2 separate regions of the Sus scrofa genome follow, and region 2 is linked to region 1. The links are chromatin contacts, called in public HiChIP or PLAC-seq maps. All regions are on one chromosome and are shown on one strand. The core of a region is the stretch at or near the end of the contact, and the rest is flanking DNA. Distances in the headings are between cores, read along the strand shown. Region 1 overlaps ACSL1 (acyl-CoA synthetase long-chain family member 1). Region 2 has its middle 32 kb from the start of HELT.

The links. HiChIP or PLAC-seq counts read pairs in DNA pulled down with a chosen protein or histone mark.
Region 2: an H3K27ac HiChIP or PLAC-seq map of alveolar macrophages shows a contact between it and region 1. The contact joins two enhancer-like sites. A contact is called at or near these places in 2 of 47 Hi-C or Micro-C datasets (alveolar macrophages and heart right ventricle) and 2 of 2 datasets of contacts at active chromatin or transcription factors (alveolar macrophages and skeletal muscle).

Annotation. Positions count from the first base shown.
Region 1 is chr15:45,903,423-45,908,170 of Sscrofa11.1, reverse strand. The region is part of intron 2 of ACSL1 (acyl-CoA synthetase long-chain family member 1); the gene reads left to right. Among named protein-coding and RNA genes, the nearest start is that of ACSL1, 27 kb to the left of the region's middle. Within about 2 kb of position 3,455, at least 14 of the 83 cell types and tissues checked have an H3K27ac peak or open chromatin away from gene starts, as enhancers often do. A contact at or near this core is called in alveolar macrophages, where this site is marked.
Region 2 is chr15:46,053,689-46,058,709 of Sscrofa11.1, reverse strand. No RefSeq gene overlaps it. Among named protein-coding and RNA genes, the nearest start is that of HELT, 32 kb to the left of the region's middle. Within about 2 kb of position 2,994, at least 4 of the 83 cell types and tissues checked have an H3K27ac peak or open chromatin away from gene starts, as enhancers often do. A contact at or near this core is called in alveolar macrophages, where this site is marked.

The DNA.
Region 1 (4,748 bases), core at 2,206-4,705:
GTGGCTGTGGTGTAGGCTGGCAGCTACAGCTCCAATTCAACCCCTAGCCTGGGAACCTCCATGTGGCCGTGGGCACAACCCTAAAAAGACAAAAAAAAAAAAAAAAAAAAAAAGGGAGAAATTTGCTGAGAGAGAGAACATGTGTTGCTGCCAAAAATGGGGGGATCCTATGAGGCGATGGCTGTGTGAATCGACGGGGGCATCGTTCACAGCGCATGTGTGTATCACATCATGTGCACCGCAGATGTGCTACAGTGTTGTTGGCGATACAGCGGCAAAGCTGGAAACACACACAGAGTGGCGATGCCCCTTGCACTTGAGTCTCTGGGGCATAATGGGCGGAGCCCACAGGGAAGCTGCTGGGGTAGGGGGTGGTGGGGTGGACCAGGTGGTGGGAGCACTCTCCACGACACCAGCTCTAGGGGTTGTCGAGCGCTGGCAGAGCCATCTAAAGGTACAGCAGCCAAAGGAATGTGAACCAGGTCAACACTGGGAGGCAGGGGGATGGATTTCAGGGACAGCCACACTCCTGCAATTGTTTGTGAATATGAACATGAACACAGGCATCAGCCTCACCACTGGGAGGCCTGGGGACAGGCAACTCAAAGGGCGAAGGGCTTTCAAGACTTGGAAGGAATCTCTTCATTTGAGGCTCTGACCTCCTGTCTGTCGGGAATCCTCCTGTAAGTTGCCACTGTTTAAGCATCAGCATTCACTTACCTACTGTGCGCACACAGCCAGCTCTGCCCCGGTCCTGACTGTGTGCACTTGTGCATGTGGTCAGGTAAAGAGGAGGGCAGACAGGTGGCCTCCGAGCCCAGCCCTCGGCAATTTCACACGAGTTTTCCAGAAACATCACATCTGAGGGCATTTTCAGCAAGCCAGTTGAGGCACAGAGGGTGGGATGGAGACAGTGTATTTGGAGGGGGTGTTTCGGTTGAGAAGTGTTATTCTGGGAGTGTTTTTATACCTGGAGTTAATTTCAGCACCTTTGCTAAAACTTAATGGGCTTCTTAATAACAAACTGCAAAACCTTGCTAACTGACTTCTTCACTAAACTCCCCTGAGAGGAAACTTAACTGAGTTTCTGGTGCGATCGGACTTGTCTGCTACCTTGAGAGCGACCGGCAATTTGACCGCAGTGGTGGAAGCGTCCATGCTGGTCAGGGGGCCACGGCGGTTGGTGAGCTGAGGTTGGAGGTGAGGGCAGGTGTCAGGAAAACTCAAGGCAGAGGGGCTTGTCTTTGAGCTGAGACCAGGCCACAGGAATGTTAAGGAGCTGCCTATGGGAATTCAAAGAAATAAAGGTGATTGTTTTAGAAAAACAAAAAAGTTATTTCTGGCTTTTCTTCAACCAGGAAGAAAAAGCTCAAGTTACTCTCTGGGAACGTGGTTAAACAAGGCCTGAAAACACAATTTGATTTTGTCCAAATGTTGCTCTCGGGTGTCATAAAGCAGGGACACGTGGATGCATACATGACAGAAACGTGTGCTGCCGTGTTTAGTGAAGTTTAAAAATAGCCTCCCCCGAGCAGGGTCCTCTCCTTGAATTAAAGGTGGCAGGTGTGGGCCTTCTGAGCCTCTGGAGAGAAAACTTTCCTGCACACCAATGTCTAAACAGCCGACTGAGGAGTTCCCATTGTGGCTCAGTGGATTAAGAACCCAACTGGTATCCATGAGGATGTGGGTTTGATCCCTGACCTTGCTCAGTGGATTAAAGGATCTGGCATTGCCATAGCTGCAGTGTGGGTCGTGGATGTGGCTCAGATCTGGCTGTGGCTGTGGCTGTGGCGTAGGCTGGCAGCTGCAGCTTTGACTGGACCCTTAGCCTGGGAACCTCCACATGCTGCAGGTGCGGCCCTAAAAAGACAAAAAAGTAAAATAAAAAATAAAAAGCCAACTGAGGATGAGAAACAGACATGGTTCCTTCTGGCTCATTCTAAGCAGCAGCCACACAGAGATGGCTGCAGGAGGTCCGTTTTGCTGGAACTGTGTGCATTTGTGGGATTTGGGTTCCGTGGCTCTGTGCGCCCTCTCTGTGGAGGTTGGGGAGCTCTTCTCCCTCGTGCGGGTAGCTGACTGTCCCTGGAGACCACACTGATGTGTGTTTGGCGGTTTACCCAGCACCCCTTAGGCAGGTCCTCCCATCGGGGCGGCGGAGCTCAGGCAGCTGGAAACTGAAGAGCTTGTTGGGGGCTGGTGGGAAAAGCCTCCTGGGGGTGCAGAACCAGACCCCAGTAGGCCCCCAGTGGTCTGGGCCTGTCTGCTCTAAGACGGAGGTGAACAGAGTGTAGGCTGAATCTGAACCCAGATGCCCCACGTGGCAGGTTTGAAGCTCGTTCCACGTTAGGACCTGGGATCGAGTCAGGAAGGCCTCCCCACTGTCTCTTCTCATCTGCGAAGTGGCTGGACTGTGGGCCCCTTGCTCACTCCTTCTACCTCCTGCACTCAGATGACAACACCCAGCACCGATCTAACTGGTGCTGCCTCCCCTTCCTCACTCACTGGGCATAACGGATCTTGGGAAGTTGGCTGGTTAAGTGGTGAGCGTGAGCAGTGAACCTGAGGGTCCCCCTGTGACATTTATGTCAGTATAATAATGGGGGAGTGCTCTTAAAATGTCCTATTCATCATTTTTAAAATGTGGTGAGGAGCATCACCTATTGGCCGGTCTTTAATAAAGGCCGAGTTTGCTCTGTCAGTGACCCCGTGTTGCTGCATAGGAGAACTGATGTCCAGAAAGCCTCTAGATCCCGGTATGGAAACGTCACTCTGTGCCTGTTGATAAAAGGCGGCAGGTGATGGTGGTCTGGGCATGTAAGAGGCAGGTAAGATCTGAGTACTGGGAGGAGTGTATTTTGGAAAGAGCCAAAAAAAAGGTCGTTTTTACCAGACAGTGGTTCTACTTGCTGCTTTTGTCCCGGGAGATGGATTAGACATTGAAATCCAGCCAAGTCTTCAGCAGTCTTTAGAAGTTACTCGGTCCTTCCCCCTCCCTCTGTGTGCTGTCTCTTCCTTCCCCTTCTCTCTTCCTTCCCCTCCATCCCTCCCTCCCTGCTACTTCCTTCCCTCCCTGCCCCACCTCCACCCCCCAGCCCCTCTCCTTAGAAGGAATAAACAGTAGTAACACAAGGGGTAGTTGACTCTTAGAGTCTGTAGATAATCCATTTTCTAGATGGAGATGAACGAGCCCACAATTTACAAAGCTTGGGCCTTTCTATCGCCACAAAATCCTCAGGGATGAAGTTATTTGCTTTTGCCTTTAAACTTGGGAGTGATGCAAATGGACTCTCCCCATCAAGTGTTCCTTTTTCTCAAATATTGGCAAGAGTTCTGGTCTTGGGCTATTGCAGATGCTCACTATCTTCCTGTCCTGACTACCCCCCAGGGGCACTTGACCATTTATTTCCTAACTCAGCCCTGCCCGGGGAGCCTGACCTCCAGAGGATCCTCAGCTTGTATGGCTGTTGCCGAGTATACTCATGACCTCTGATGTGACCGTAATGTGGTCACTACACACTGACTCATGATCTTTTATTTTTCTTAAACTGGGAAAACTGTATAACCACCTTAAAGAGGAAATAAAAGGCCTGTAATCCTCCCTGACTCAATCTTATTGTCTGTTTCCTGCGCAATCCACTGAGCATGTCTTGTATAGCGCTCCCTGTTTTCTTTTTTTTTTTTTCTTTCTTTTTTTGCTTTTTAGGGCCACACTCGCAGCATATAGAGGTTCCCAGCCTAGGGGCTGAATCAGAGCTACAGCTGCCGGCCTACACCACAGCCACAGCAATGCAGGATCCAACCTGCATCTGCGACCTACACCACAGCTCACAGCAACACCAGATCCTTAGCCCACTGAGTGAGGCCAGGGATCGAACCCGAAACCTCATGGTTACTAGTCAGATTCATGTCTGCTGTACCACAAAGGGAACTCCATCTCTCCCTGTTGTCTTGAGCACAGCTGGAACCCCCACCTCCACACCATCTGCAGCTTGTGTCAGAAGTCCAGGAAGGCCCCTTCAAAGTATTTTTTCTTTCAAGAGTTCCCGTTGTGGCTCAGTGGTTAACAGGAGTGTGGGTTGCAGACGCGGCTCAGATCCCGCTTTGCTGTAGCTGTGGTATAGGCCAGTGGCTACAGCTCTGATTTGACCCCTAGCCTGAGAACCTCTGTATGCCGTGGGTGAGGCCCTAGAAAAGACAAAAAAAGATATATATATATTTTCTTTCAAGTAAGTGTTCCTAGAAATAGCTACATGTGCTTGAATAACCCAGTAGTTAAATGCCCTGCCTTTGAAATGGCTCAGTTTTTGTCACACACACAAACGTTTGCACTCTCATTGTTCTAGACACACTTCCCAGTGCTTGGCATGCAAGCCCTCATCTCTGTAGGTAACTAAGGTTGCTAACATCCAGTGTGTATGGATCGCACTTTCATTTGAGAAGAATGATAACACACGTGCACATCGAAGGTGGTGATTCTTGCAGTTCCCTGGTGGCTCAGCGGGTTAAGGATCTGTGGGTTATCACCACTGTGGTTCAGGTCACTGCAATGGCATGGGTTCAGTCCCTGGCCAGGGAACTTCCACCTGCCATGGGCACCCCCTCCCCCAAAATGATGATTCTTTATGGGCACATGTGATCATTTCATAAACAGATGTCAAAGCACATATCTTGTTGCTCGGTCTCCCTTACCCTCATTTCATTCACTCTTTTCTTGAAATTACAGAGTACACCTTACAATTAAGTGA
Region 2 (5,021 bases), core at 1,745-4,244, 150 kb before region 1:
CGAGTACACATTAACCATCTGCTTCATACGGCTAATGGGATGTCCTTTTACTAACTTCTAGAATTTCAACAGAAGTCCAAACTTTTCGGCTTCTGGGACCAAATGTTGTGCATGATATGTGCTCCACCTCAGTGGACAGAGGCCTACATGCACAGCTTCTAGAGTCCATCGCCAGAGCCAGCATGGCCTCCCGTGTCCTCCACAGCCCTGGGCCAGTGTCCTCAGGGTGGCTCTGTTGCACAACGAGGACCTCATAAACCTTCTGAATCAACAGAGACTGAACAACATCCAGGATGGTTTAGCATCAATGATCATTTTTGCCTTCAAGCATATTGAAGCTCTGTAAGCTTTCCCTACCACCCTTTCTAGCCCTTAATTCCCCTGCTATAGTCTGTGTCTGAGGAATGAGATGGATCCTGTAACTGGAAGATGAACTCGGTCAGAGGCCCCTGTTTCCCAGTCATGTCATATTACATATCATGTAGCTAAACTGAAGATGCCACGTTTTACTGGTAAAATAAATACAATCTGAATGTTAAACATCTTTCAATGGAGTGGAAATCAGGAGAGTATGCATACAAAATATCACACATATATTTCAGATCACATTTCAGCTAATCCTTTTACCTTCAAAGGTCTAACACTGATTGCTAAGTTGTTAGAGAATCAGGCTGTGGCAGATGGCAGACTCACAAAATATTTTTGTGGCCATAACTCAGAAACCCCTTTAGCAGAGCACTAGGTTTTCCAGATTAATGCCCTCTTTTTGCCCCCATTATTATAAATTCACTCTTCTCTACCAACAGGAGGGGCAAGATGTGTGCCCAGGGCAGGGAGTGCCCTGAGGTGGGGGGACTGAGGGTCTAGGCCCTGCCCCTCTAGCACTGTGTCCACCTTCACCCCCTGCGCCAGCACAGAGCCTGCGCTGTTTCCTCCAGGGCCTGTTCACCATATTGGCGGCGTCAGCCCTGAAATATGTTACTTCTACAATTGTCAACAAAGTCTTGTCATTTTTGGAGGCTGTGCCCATGGAGAACAAGGGCCACATCCCCTTGTCTGCCCAGATGTGCTTCTGCCCATCAGATAACTTAAACGTCCTTCTGCAGAGGAATGAGAGGCCTTCTGTCCAGTTTGGCTCAGCCAGGGAGGCCGAGGTCCAGGGGGACAGGGCGGGACTGAGGCAGTGTGAGCAAATGGCCCCGTTCATATCCCATCTGCACCCCAAACCCAGTGTGTCCTGCTTCTACTAGGGATTTGAGGTGACTGTTGTGACCTGGAGAGACTGTGAGATAAGGTCACTGCGTGTGGGCAGGAGCTGGTCTTCTCTGCAGAAGGTGGGCTTATCATCTGGGGGAACCCAAACCCTCTATCAGAAACCCCAAGGCGGGTGTTGACCTTGGCTGGGCAGGGAAGGGAGTCTCTCCCTCCCTCTCTTTAGGATTCTGACCATGTGCCAGGCCTTGGGGACTGATGGCCCCTGTTGTGGGAGCTGGGCAGGGAGGTGCCTGGGGAGGCCTTCATGCTGCTGTGACTAAGTTCTGTGATATGACTGGTTTTAAACCAAATCATCCAGGTGCATCTGTCCAAATTTCCCTTTTAGCAAAGCATTGTGTGTGCGCTGCTGATCTCCACATACTTCCCCTCTCTCCACCCAGCCTCTGACACACCTGGGCGTAGGTGGCCTCAGTGTGTAGCAGATTCCAAGGGTGAGGTCAGTTTTTAAAGATAAGGGTTGAGAGGCTTGGAGTAAAAGATAAAAGACAGAGATCGTAAAAAAAGATAATAAAGATTCTCCTTTCATTGATGACCATGGATGAGCCAGCTTCCAGAGAAGCAAGCCCTAACAGTAAGCAAGGCAGAAGCCCAGACAGGTAGACTGACAGCTTAAGTGGCCAGAGGTGCATGCAGGTGAATAGAGTGTGGAGCCTGAGGCCCTGGTGTCCAACCTGCAAAGCCACCTGCACGGGATTCCACTCCCCGGGAGTGGGCTGTAGGGAATCGGGCAGGTGCCTAGGAACCAGGAGAAGGAGTCCAGGGAGGGGCTTGAGGCAGGTACTCAAGGAGCAGAACAAGATCCTGTGTCCTGACACTGCAGTATGAGGCAGAGCCCAGTGATCAGGCCTAGGCTGCACAGTCTGCATGGCCGTGGCCCCCAGTCAGGCTGCTGGCCACTGGATGTCAAGCTACTGACCCTTCCCCTTCTCCTGCAGTCAGGAACCAGGCGGCTTCTAGAGTTGTGCCGTCCAATATGGTAGCGTGGCTTTTAAATTTAATTTTTAATTAAGTGAACATTTAAAAAAAAATCAAGGATTCAGTTCCGGATTTGCACTCACCGCAATCAAGTACTGAACAGTGAGTATGGCTAGCGCCTGGGGCAGCACAGATCCCAAGGTCACAGGAAGTTCAACTAAACAACACTGGGCTGTGCTGAGCTCTGGCTTTAGGCAGGGAAAGAAGGGAATCAGTGGACCAAGACGTTCCTGACATGTCGAGGAAGAGCAGCAGAGTGGCCCTGTCATCACCCAGGCAGTAACCTTGCTGCTCTCCCGACTTCTGCAAACCACCCATGTGTGCTACCTCTGTGCCCAGTTCCTCAAAGTCTTACAGCCACTCTATGGCCTTGTCTCTACAAAAGGCCTTGTTAGAAACAAAAACCAAACCAAAAAAAAAAAAAAACCTACTTTGATCCAGTGATTCTGCTTCTGGAAATTTATCCAATGAATATACTCATAGATCTTCAAAAAGGGACCTGTAGAAGGGACTTTCTGTGTGACATTATTAATTTTGGAAGGGTCGTATTTATTGGGAGTATAATTTGCATACAATAAAATTTACTCTTATTGGGTGTACAGCTGGATGAATTGTGTCAATGTATACAGTTGTGTAAACGCCTGCACGATGAAAAATGTTCCCATCTTTCCGGAAGTGCTGCCCTTTGTCATCAGTTCCCTCCCACAAGCCCAGCCCCTGGCAACCACTGACGTGCTTTTGCTTTCTATGCCACAGTTTTGCCTTTTCACATAGGTTGTGTAAATGGCATCACACAGTGTGTAACGTTCTTGTCTGGCTTCTTCCATTTTAGCATAGTGATTCTGAGATGCACCCACGATACTGTGTCTGTCAGTGGTTTGTTCCTTTGTGTTGCTGAGCAGTATTCCACGATCCATGGATGTATCATAGGTTGTTTATCCATTTTCCTGTTCTTGTGCATTGGGGTTATTTCTAGTGTTTGGCGATTAAGAATAAAGCTGCCATAAACATTCATGTCCAAATCTTTGTGTGGCTGGCAGAGTTATATTCATGAGCAAGCTTTCAGAAAGAACCTCAGTATCTAACATCTAACACCTAATACTCCTTATGGTGAAGGGGCTAAGTGCAGCCACCCAAACCGTGTTTTATTTTATTTATTTATTTGTCTTTTTAGGGCCACACCTGCAGCACATGGAGGTTCCCAGGCTAGGGTTCTAATTGGAGCTGTACCCTCTGGCCTACACCACAGCCACAGCAATGCCAGATCTGAGCCACATCTGCCACCTATACCACAGCTCACAGCGATGCCAGATCCTTAACCCACTGAGTGAGGACAGGGATTGAACCTATGTCCTCATGGATGCTAGTCAGATTCATTTCCATTGAGCCACAATAGGAACTGCCTGAAACCACGTTTTAAAAGACTTATTTATAGTAGAGAAATATTTCACTTGTTTAGTATAAAAATAATGGAACACATAATAATATGTTTGCCAGGTGAAAGTGGACAGTGATCATCTCTGACTCATGGAGGATTTTTTTTTTTTTTTTTTGCTTTTTAGGGCCACACCCGCAGCATATGGAGGTTCACAGGCTAGGGGTCTAATTGGAGGCCTAGCCACCAGCCTACGCCACAGCCACAGCAACGCCAAATCTGAGCCACATCTGCAACCTACACTACAGCTCATGGCAATGCTGGATCCCTAACCCACTGAGGAAGACCAGGAATTGAACCGGCAACCTCATGGTTCCTAGTTGGATTCGTTTCCGCTGCGCCACAATGGGAACTCCATCATGGAGGATATTTTTATTTTGTTCTTTATTATACATTTCTCCATGAACTCTCTGAGCTTGTAAGAACCAGGAAAATGGTCCATACCTAATGAGGTTTACTGTGAGGAACCTTGAGGCAACAAGAAGACAGGAATCTTGTCTGCATGGAAGACCGGGATGAGGACCATGTGGGTAAGATGGAGACAGTCACCTGCTCAGACTTTGCAGAGGCAACAGGCCACCGACCCTGCAGAGGGTCCACCCGCTGTCCCTGTCTGTGCTCCCTCATCCTGTCAGTCAGTCCAGCTCTCATTGGATGAAATGCCAGGGCTATTTCTTTCCAGACACAATACAAACATGGTCCCTTCCCTCACAAAGCTAAGAGTCTAGTGTCTCTCTCCTCTCCCTCCCCTCTCCCCAACACCCTCTTTCTACCCTCCCCACTCAGTCTCCTCCACCCTCTTCTACCACCAGCTCAACCTTCTCTGTTCCCCTTCATCCTCCTCTCTGCCTCCTGCTTGTGTACAAGTCCTGCTTCGTCTAGCCTTTGTCTCCTTCCTTCTCTCGGTGGTCCTTAGACTGATGCTGCTTCTACCTGCTTTCCACTCCTGTATGCCTCACATTTAAACTCCAAGAGAGGAGTTCCCGTTGTGGCTCAGCAGGTTAAGAACCCAACTAGTATCCATGAGGATCTCTGGCCTCGCTCAGTGGGTTAAGGATCCGGCATTGCCATGAGCTGTGGTGTAGGTCACAGATATGGCTCAGATCCCAAGTTGCTATGGCTGTTGTGTAGGCTGGCAGCTTCAGCTCCAGTTGGATCCCTAGCCTGAGAACTTCCATATGCTGTGGGTTTGGCCCTAAAAAGACATAAACTCCGAGAGAGGAGACCTGATTGGCTCAGTGAGTCACAGTGAAACCAGGACAAGGCTTTCACAAGAGCCCACCCCACGGACCATGGCCAGCCTGTGGCATGGCTGCCCTTGAGCCAGGTATCTACC